Regions from separate parts of the Sus scrofa genome. Here region 2 is linked to region 1. The links are chromatin contacts, called in public HiChIP or PLAC-seq maps. All regions are on one chromosome and are shown on one strand. The core of a region is the stretch at or near the end of the contact, and the rest is flanking DNA. Distances in the headings are between cores, read along the strand shown. Region 1 overlaps BTD (biotinidase). Region 2 holds the start of ANKRD28 (ankyrin repeat domain 28).

Region 1 (4,509 bases), core at 565-3,064:
TTCAAAACAGACCCGGTGTTTGCCACAATGTTCTTCCCCAGCAGGATGGCAGTCACTCTTCTAGCTGTGCGCCTCGGATTTGGGCAAAAGTAACTATTCTCATTATTTTACATAATTCGGTGACATAGTCCACAGCCCACCACCTGCCCTCCATACGCACAAACAATCCACAGCTATGACAGCTGTGATAACAATACAGCTCAGCTATCCTAGCCACAAAAACCTGATGGATCACTAGCCTTTGGTTAGTAATGAATATAAAGGGCAAACCTCCCTTTACACAGCACGACATTCTTTTTGGGGAGTCGGGGGAGCATGCCCGTGGCATGTGGAAGTTTCCCAGCCAGGGACTGAACCTGCACCACAGCAGTGATAACGTTGTGTCCTTAACCCACTAAGCCACCAGGTTATTCCAACATTCTTTAATCTGGTGCAGAGAAACTGCTGACCTCTACTTAAATGCCATTTTATGGACAGTCAAAAGAAGTCTTCCCATTAAAACATGACTTTTCCCCACTCCAAGACTCTTGGACTCTCTTGGACTCCAAGACTCTTGGGAAAAACAAGCATACTAGTTTGGAAATAAAATCCTCTTGCAGGATCCTGTTGTGGCTCAGCAGGTTAAGAATCTGATGGGTATCCATGAAGATGCGGGTTCGATCTCTGCCCTCACTCAGTCGATTAAGGATCTGGCATTGCTATGGCTGTGGTACAGCCCAGCAGCTATAGCTAGGATTTGACTCCTATCCTGGGAACTTCCAACTGCCACAGGTTTTGGCACTAAAAAGCAAAATAAAATAAAAATCCTTTTTCAGTAACCAAATGCAATCTTCTAGAAAGTAAACTCAGCTTTGCAGCTCCTACCATAAAAGATTTGAAGCAAATCATACCTCTGACAGTGACACTTCTGTGTGCCTTTTTCCACCCCCCCAGAATAGGAATTTTAATTTCTAATAGTTCTGTGTACTAGGTGTTTTAGAGTGAAGAGTCCAGTTCCGCCTTGAAAATCAGCCTGGCCTCCTGGCTGAAGCCCCTCCCCTGGCACACAGACTTCCCAGGTGGTGTGCCACGGTCAGGCCCCCTGCTCTGAGGCCAAGCGCCCAGGCTGACTAGCCGCCCTGGGAATCCAAACAAACATCAAGACAACAGAGACAAATTGAGGAACCATTTTCTCTTTAAAGAGAAAATGACACCCTGGCCAAGTCTACTCAGAACCCATGTTTGCATTTGAAAACTAGACTCTCCAAGCCACTGCACATTGCTTTTTCTCTCAAAAGTTCCAGGAACAAAAGCAACCATAATTATTTTCAGCAACAGACCACGGAACTGGAGTGCTCCATCAGAATCCTGGCAAACTCAGACTTCTCAGCATGATCAGCGTGCCCCGGCACCCCAGCCCTGCCCCATCTCAAACTGTTACTTCCTCCCCCAGGGAATAAACGTACCATCCAAATACCAGAGCCCAGGACAGGCTGCCATCCATCCGGGACACTGTGAACTGTGTTTGAAGATGAAAACAAGGGGCCTTTGAGTGAGCAGTCATGAGATTTTGAGTAGAAACAAAAGTAGAATTGATAAGCTTTCTTATCTGAATTTTGCCGCTGAAGAACAGCAAGGAATAATTTTTAAAGTCTCAAAATCTGTTTTCCACTTCATCTCTGGTTTCAGAATAATGATAATGGGGGTGGTGTGAGGGGGGAGACTTTTATCTTCAGTCATATTCACAGTATTTCTAAAGCATAAGGCTGTGGCCTCATTAAGGGATGGAGGGGGTGGGGGTGGAGGGAGCCCACGAACCAGGGCACGGTTGGGGGGGGTCAGGGGTCCTGGAGCCAGGAGTGGCATTGACACTGTCCTCCCTTTTCAGCTCAGAGCTGCACGGTACCGATTTGGGGACAGAGAACGTTTGTTTAAATCTCAGGGACTTGCAATCCAGCAAAACAAGGACATTGTGGGACCGGCAATATAGCACCTTTCTTTCTACTTTGAGAAAATACGTTTAGATTATTTACAAAAGGAGCCTGGTAGGAGAGCTGTGAGGGGCCATCATTTCTGCCTGAACAGAGGCAGGTCAGGAAGAAAAGGCTATGCGGATTCTTGCCAGTATTCACGTGAGAGAGAAGCCAGCCTGGTAAGGGAGGAGAGGATGAGTCATGATGATGAAAATAGGCACAGGAGTGTGCCCTCGCTGAAGAGTGGTGAAACCGCAGACGTTTTAACCAAATTGCAAACTCTGGTCTTCCCTCTTTATGTGGCACCACGCAGCAGCCGCAGGAAGGACCGAGCAAGGCCAGGGGCTTAGAGGGGCCTGGGCGCAGGCTGGAAAGTGGCCTGGTGCCGGCTCGGGACCAAGTGCAAGGGGGCTTGGGGGGCTCCCCAGGAATAATGGCCCCGGAAGTCATGAGGGTTTTGGGGATCCAGCAACTGATCCACCTGCAGCGCTGGCCAGGGCCTGGCCCATAAACAGAATGGTGGCTGGAGGTGTGTGTGCAGCCTGGAAAACGTGGCTACGAACATCCTTCCACCACAGGGCATCTGACACAAGGCTAAACTCCAGGAAGGCCCCACTGAGGTGACAGTGTGCTTCCACACTTTGCTTCATGCCCTCCACCAAGACGGGGGCTGGGAGGCGCTCACTGGGACATGCATGTGACACGTGCCAGGGCTCCACCTGGTGTGGGTGTTAGGGACCCAGCCGGGAAGGCACCCAGCCCTTCCCAGCGGACCCCTCCCCCATGTATGGGGAGACTGACACAGTCAAACACAAACAGCCCCCTGCTTAGGACGCTTTGACTTCATGATGGCTCAGAAGCCACATGCATTCAGTAGAAACCGTACCCAGAAGTTAGTATATGGACCTTTCTTGGGTGAGCGACGTGCAGTGCAACCCCATCTCTGATGCTGGGCAGGGCAGCCATGGCCTCCAGACACAAGGGTGAACAACCAACACACTGACCACCATTTGGGCCCACATCCCATCCTCTTTTCCCCTCTAAGTACAGACCTCCAGAAATTCCATGAGATAGTCAACCCTTTGTGGGGTTTTGGGGGGAGAGGGGATTTTTTTTTTGGCGTGCCTGAAGCATGTGGAAGTTCCTGGACCAGAGACCGAACCTGTGCCACGGCAGTGACAACACTAGATCCTTAACCCATTGAGCCACCAGGGAACTCCTCGACCCTTGTTGCAAAACAGGCCTTGTGTTAGAGGGTTCTGCCCCACTCACTTCAGGCTGATGGGAATGTTCTGAGGCCATGTAAGGTGGGCCTGGCTGAACTGGGATGTTTGGTAGCCTCGGTGTAGTAAATGCATTTTGAACTATGGTATTTCCAACGTACGGTGGGTTTGTTGGGATATTAACCCCATCATGAACTCAGGAAGTTCTGTACCTGGTATGTCAGATGGCAGTAAGTACTAGGAAGAGATAGAGATGGGGGAGGGTGCAGGTATCTGTGAGGAGGCCCTGGATACCTGGGGGATGAGGGTTCCGGGCAGAGGACTGCTCGGTCAAAAGGCCCAAGTGAGAGCTTTCGGGGATTCAAGAAACAGCAAGGACAGCAGTGCGCTGGAGCCCAGGGACCAGGAAAGGCTGAAGAAATTCGAAGTCAGAGGGAAAGAACGGCCCCACCCTCCTCCAGTCCCATCTCTTTGGAGCAGCCTTTGAGATCTGGTGAAAGCCTGAGTCAATCCAGACGCTCCCCTGCTCAGAATCACCCAGTGACTCCCCAGGGCCTGCAGAGTGAGGGAACGGACAGGAATGATGCTGAAATCAGCGGTGGGGTGGGGAGAGCACTGCTGATCTTTTTTTGGAGGAGGTGGGGCATGCCTGAGGCACGTGGAAGTTCTCAGGCCAGGGATCAAACCACCCCACAGCAATGGCCTGAGCCACAGCAGTGACAAGTCCTATCCTTAACCTGCTGAGTCACCAGGGAACTCCTAGCATCTTGGTCTTTTAACTGCCTTACAGAAGCCTCTGCTTTTCACTCATAAGGGAACATGTTATTTATCCGACATGAATCCTGGTCAGGAAGGTTCTTGTGATCTATGGGGAAAAGAAATCAAGGTCTAAATGGCATGGAAATCCACTTTGTGGAAATTTGATAACATGTCAATCACTAGATATTTTTACACACAGGGAACTTTCTCCTTCTTGCCAAATGATTCATCTTGATAATTAGCTGTGTTTCCTTCCTAGCCATGCTATTACAATAGTGTCTTTTGCAATGAAATGAAAGGATTATTATGAAGGTATCCTTAATAAGATAATTTCAGAGGCAGGTATATACATTTAAAATTTTATATTTAGACCTACTGATCTTTTTTAAAAAAGATCTTGTCACTCTTTACTTGTCAGGGAGAATAAGAGTCCCATGACTGGGAAAGAGGCAGGAAAAGTGGGCAGAGGAAATGTCACATCCTGTGGAACAAATCTGAGGGGCCTAAGTCATAAGGAGCGAGCACCATGTGTGCCTCTATGTGTTTCTGACAGGAGGCTAAGTTCCAAATAGCTT
Region 2 (4,276 bases), core at 1,191-3,690, 180 kb before region 1:
GTGCATACAATCAATGGAAGCAAAATAGATTAGAAAGAGCATGTGTTTGTAATTAGGCACAACTTTACTAATTTGCCTGAGTTTGGATATAATACTTAATTTCTAAGTCAGTTTTATCCTCTATACGATGGGAATGTAGCAAGATCATTGTGAATATTAAATGAGAACGTATAACACTTAGCACATCACAAACGTTCAAGACTTAGGTTTATTAATTAAAATGCTGGTTGATAGAAGAACAGAGATTGAAGAGCAACCATGGTATTTTCTTTTTAATTTTTTGGTTGGGGAATATCCCCATCCTTAAAAGTAAACAGAGAAAGGGAGAGTAAAGAGAGAAACAGAAAGCCAACAATAAATTAGTTGTTTTTGATACTTATTTGTAGCTTTGGGATAATTTTATACAGAGGGAGACAATTTGTTTGCTTTGCGTTACCCTGTGCCTTTTCGAATTACAGATAATTTACTACCAAGGGCTTGAAACAATAGTTTTATGAAGCTGTTTAACAGATTTTAAGGCTTTATTCCATATCCAGATAGGAAGATAGAATTATTTCATTTCATTGTGAAATTCGAATGATCGATAGAATTTTAGAATTAGGATTTCTGAAATATGAAATTTTTTTTCTCTGAAAGTATGACTTGATTTATTAAATTCAACAACTTAGAAGTTGTTAGTAGACCTTAAATTTCTTTTGTTTAAACTTCTTTGCATTCTTGAAAACAGCATTCATCTAGTAGGTTAAAAAATGATCTTGGTAAAATAATAAAAAGAAAACCTTAGGTTCATGGTGTTTATATTCTCATGAAATACTTCTTCATCTCTAGTTCTCTTTCATGGGTTTACTGCAGATGTTCTTACTGAAACTGTCACTTTAGGGTTAAACATTTGCTGTATTGTAACATACGAAAGCAGTTAAGCTGTTTGGAATTGTTTACTTGCTGAAACCAGTGTTAGTCAGCAGAGGCAGTACACCAGATTTCCTTGTGGCTTTTAGTGGAAAATGTTAAAAGCGCACTCATTTTTCAGTTATAGAATTTTTTAGTTTGATCTGGATTAGTCACAGAACTGGCATGAACCTTCTAATTGTGAAGGCTGTCCAAATGCACTATTTTTTTCTCCTGCTAGAGGAAGTTACATCCCGAGCAGTAGCTCAGCTCTCTGGTAAGTGTAACATGTGAGCATTACTAGGCATTTCATCCTGCAGTTCTGCAGTCTTTGCTCTTCAGACTGTTGCTCAGTTGGAATGCTTCTGTGGGGCCGATCCTGGGCTCCTCGATTTTTCAAGGATCTACTCATTTGGTGGTGTCTGTGGCGTTTTGCAAGATCATCTGAGGAACAGGAAAGCATCTAAAATTGACTGAAAAGGATAACTGTAGCGGTTTTCACGGTGGAAGGAAACTATATTGGCACAGAGGCAGATGACTGAATAAAGTAGTTGGCTCAAAGAAGATGCACAGTCTGCTGTTTTTTTCTCTGAATGAAGACTATTTAATGGAAGCTGTATTCATGTGGAGATCAAAGAAAACACTGGAGTGATAAACTACTGGGGTCCCCCCTCCCCTTTTCTTTAATGAAAAGCCTGAAGCAGTAATTTGAGCTCAAATGCCTTCTAATTCCTTCGCAGCCTGCCTGTTCCATTAGGATTCTCCGCTAACACGGTTTTTGCTGGGTGCCTGTGCCCTTTTACTGGAGCACCACAGACAACTGCCTGATGGAGGAGGAATGAACGCTGCGCCTCGCTTGTACTGTCCATGGGAATAAAGCTAACTGTGTTTCTTCTCTTACATGGGATATCTGGATTAATCAAGCCGTATTCCAGCACCAAGAGTCCTATTGTCTCTTGTGGTCTGACTCATCGCATGTAAATGTACTGCAGCTTTGCTATTAATGCAGACTGTTGTCTTTTTTCTTTCTCAAACACAGTAAGAATTGTCAACCTCTGAGCAACATTTTAAGAATTTGTGTTGAGCTCTTGGATGTATTTTTTTCTGGATAGTATCTGCATCAAACCATTGAAACTGAAGAAATGAAGATAAATTAGAAGTGGAAACAGAATAGTGAGATTTTATTTTTTATTTTCGATTATAAGCAAGGCAGCTACTGGTAACTATATGACCTTGCAGGCAAGAGTGATCATCTCTGCCACAGCAGTTGTTTCTCATCTTACTCTGCAGTGTGTGGCATTGTTATCCAATGATCAAGTCAATTTCTGTGAAACAGAAAATGACTATTTTGGTAGGGGGAAGTATTTTTAAATGAGCTTGTACTGCACTGCTTTAGTTGTTGACATGTTGATGTGAAATTTCTTTTAAGTATTATAGCAACCCAACAAAAAAAAAAAATAGAATTTTGTTGTTTTTAGGAAGTTACAAGTTATGTAGGTATAATTTTAAACTTCACTTTTTCCGATGGTACTTATTAACTTTAAAAAACCAGCTTCGCTGTTCAGAGAATGATTCAGAGTGTTGTACAGAAGAGGAGGAGGAAAAACTACTTGTGCTCTTCCAACTGTGACTTTTATCACATAGCTTAGAATTCAGTTTTTTAAAAGAGCGAATGAGTCGAGTGTGTATTGTTGTTTTGGAGGAGGTAGAAGATGAGCCTCCTGCATTCATTTCTAAATTGCCACAGGAAAATAAATCCCTACATTCTTCACCTTCAGGAAATGTATTGGTAAGATACGAGAGTTTATGTATTTACTGTATTCTACTGAACTAGTAGGGTAAATTTTACTTTTTAAGAATAAACATTTCCACTAGTTTCATAAAGAATCCAAATGAAAGCCATGTAAGTGTGTGAATATGATGCAATATTATGTGTGTATAAATGCACACATTTCTGATTTTCGCTTTTTGAGATGTTTAGATATCACTTCAGACTTTGTCTCTTAATCTCTTAAAAAGACTTTTAAAAATAATTTGAGAATAGTAGTTATAGCAACCATGTTTCTGTTTTCACTTTGTGGTTTTAAAAACTGATGTAACAAGAATGAGGAAATGTATGTTATAGGAAAGGTTGACTACTGCCAGCAATACTGAGGCACAGCCTTTTAGAAAGTAACGGATTTTATGTACTTATATGCACAGCTGTAATGTGAAAAGGAATCAGACTTCATCTTTAACCTTAATTTGAATACTGTTGTTTAATTGATATAATAACATACCTTATTAGAGAGGCTATGTCATTGATGAAGAAATTTTTGTATTTAGACAGGCACTTGTCTGCCCCTTCGTGTTATTCAGGTATACAGTAATTTTTGGTCTTTGAATAGTGTTGATTTTCATCAACTACCAGGTTTTGTTTCTTTGGATTTTTATCTTTATGCATGTAATGCTAACCATGCAAATTACTTTGGTGCCCTAAACAGAACTTTTCAAGGAGGCCTTCTTTCTTGGGCTTCCACATGGACTGATAACTGCATGTCTGACAAGTTGTGTCCCACAAGTAGATATTGAGATGTCTCACTTGTATTTGAAAGAGACATCCTTTTTGTCAGATACATAAGTAAAAGGCCTGCACTCGTAAAATAAAATCCGATTATACTTATTATACTACCTAATTTTGGTCATGCTGAATTGGTTTTTTTTTAATTAGGCCTTCTTTTATTTCCAAGGAAGAATCCTATACTTTCATGCAGTTTGACTTCATGAAACTAGATTCATGTCAAAAGCCAAGTGATCATTATTATGATACGGAAGAAAAAATTTAGTTTTTTCTTGTGGTGTGATTAATGTTTTTATTACTCTCTTGTATTTTAGCCATCACTGGTGCAAGCTATATTTAATGGAGATCCTGATGAAGTTCGAGCACTAATATTTAAGAAAGAAGATGTTAACTTTCAGGTAAAACAATTTCACTGATACCAGCCTTGAAATCTACTTTAAAAAAAGCTCTTTCCTAGAGTTATGATTTTTGTTAAAAGACATAACAATTCTATAATGGCTGTTTTAAACAAGGGTAGAAGTGACTTGAAGCAAAAAAGAAGGGACTGAACATAAATATTCAGGGTAATGGCTAAAACACAGGAAAACTAGAAGTCAGTCGGCATTTTATTCCTCCAGCTTTTTTTACTTTGAAAATTTTCACAGAAGAGTTGGAAAAAGTACTCTGAATACCCATAGATCCAGCATTGATAACATTTGACACATTCTTTGCTTTCTCTTCCATATTTATACAGATTATATTTATACTACACATATATTTTTTCTTTCTTTTGCTGAATCCCATTTAAAAATAAGTTAAAGACATCATGAGACTTCACTCTTAAATATT

The links. HiChIP or PLAC-seq counts read pairs in DNA pulled down with a chosen protein or histone mark.
Region 2: an H3K27ac HiChIP or PLAC-seq map of skeletal muscle shows a contact between it and region 1. The contact joins the promoter of ANKRD28 here to the enhancer-like site in region 1. A contact is called at or near these places in 5 of 47 Hi-C or Micro-C datasets (alveolar macrophages, embryonic fibroblasts, omental adipose tissue and 2 more) and 2 of 2 datasets of contacts at active chromatin or transcription factors (alveolar macrophages and skeletal muscle).

What each region holds. Positions count from the first base shown.
Region 1 is chr13:2,877,971-2,882,479 of Sscrofa11.1, reverse strand. All of the region lies in intron 1 of BTD (biotinidase), which reads right to left. Among named protein-coding and RNA genes, the nearest start is that of HACL1, 39 kb to the right of the region's middle. Within about 2 kb of position 1,814, at least 27 of the 83 cell types and tissues checked have an H3K27ac peak or open chromatin away from gene starts, as enhancers often do. A contact at or near this core is called in omental adipose tissue, retroperitoneal adipose tissue and skeletal muscle, where this site is marked.
Region 2 is chr13:3,055,777-3,060,052 of Sscrofa11.1, reverse strand. It overlaps ANKRD28 (ankyrin repeat domain 28), which reads left to right and starts at 2,440. Exons shown (of 28, transcript NM_001206449.1): 1 at 2,440-2,686; 2 at 3,763-3,846. The coding sequence starts at 2,561.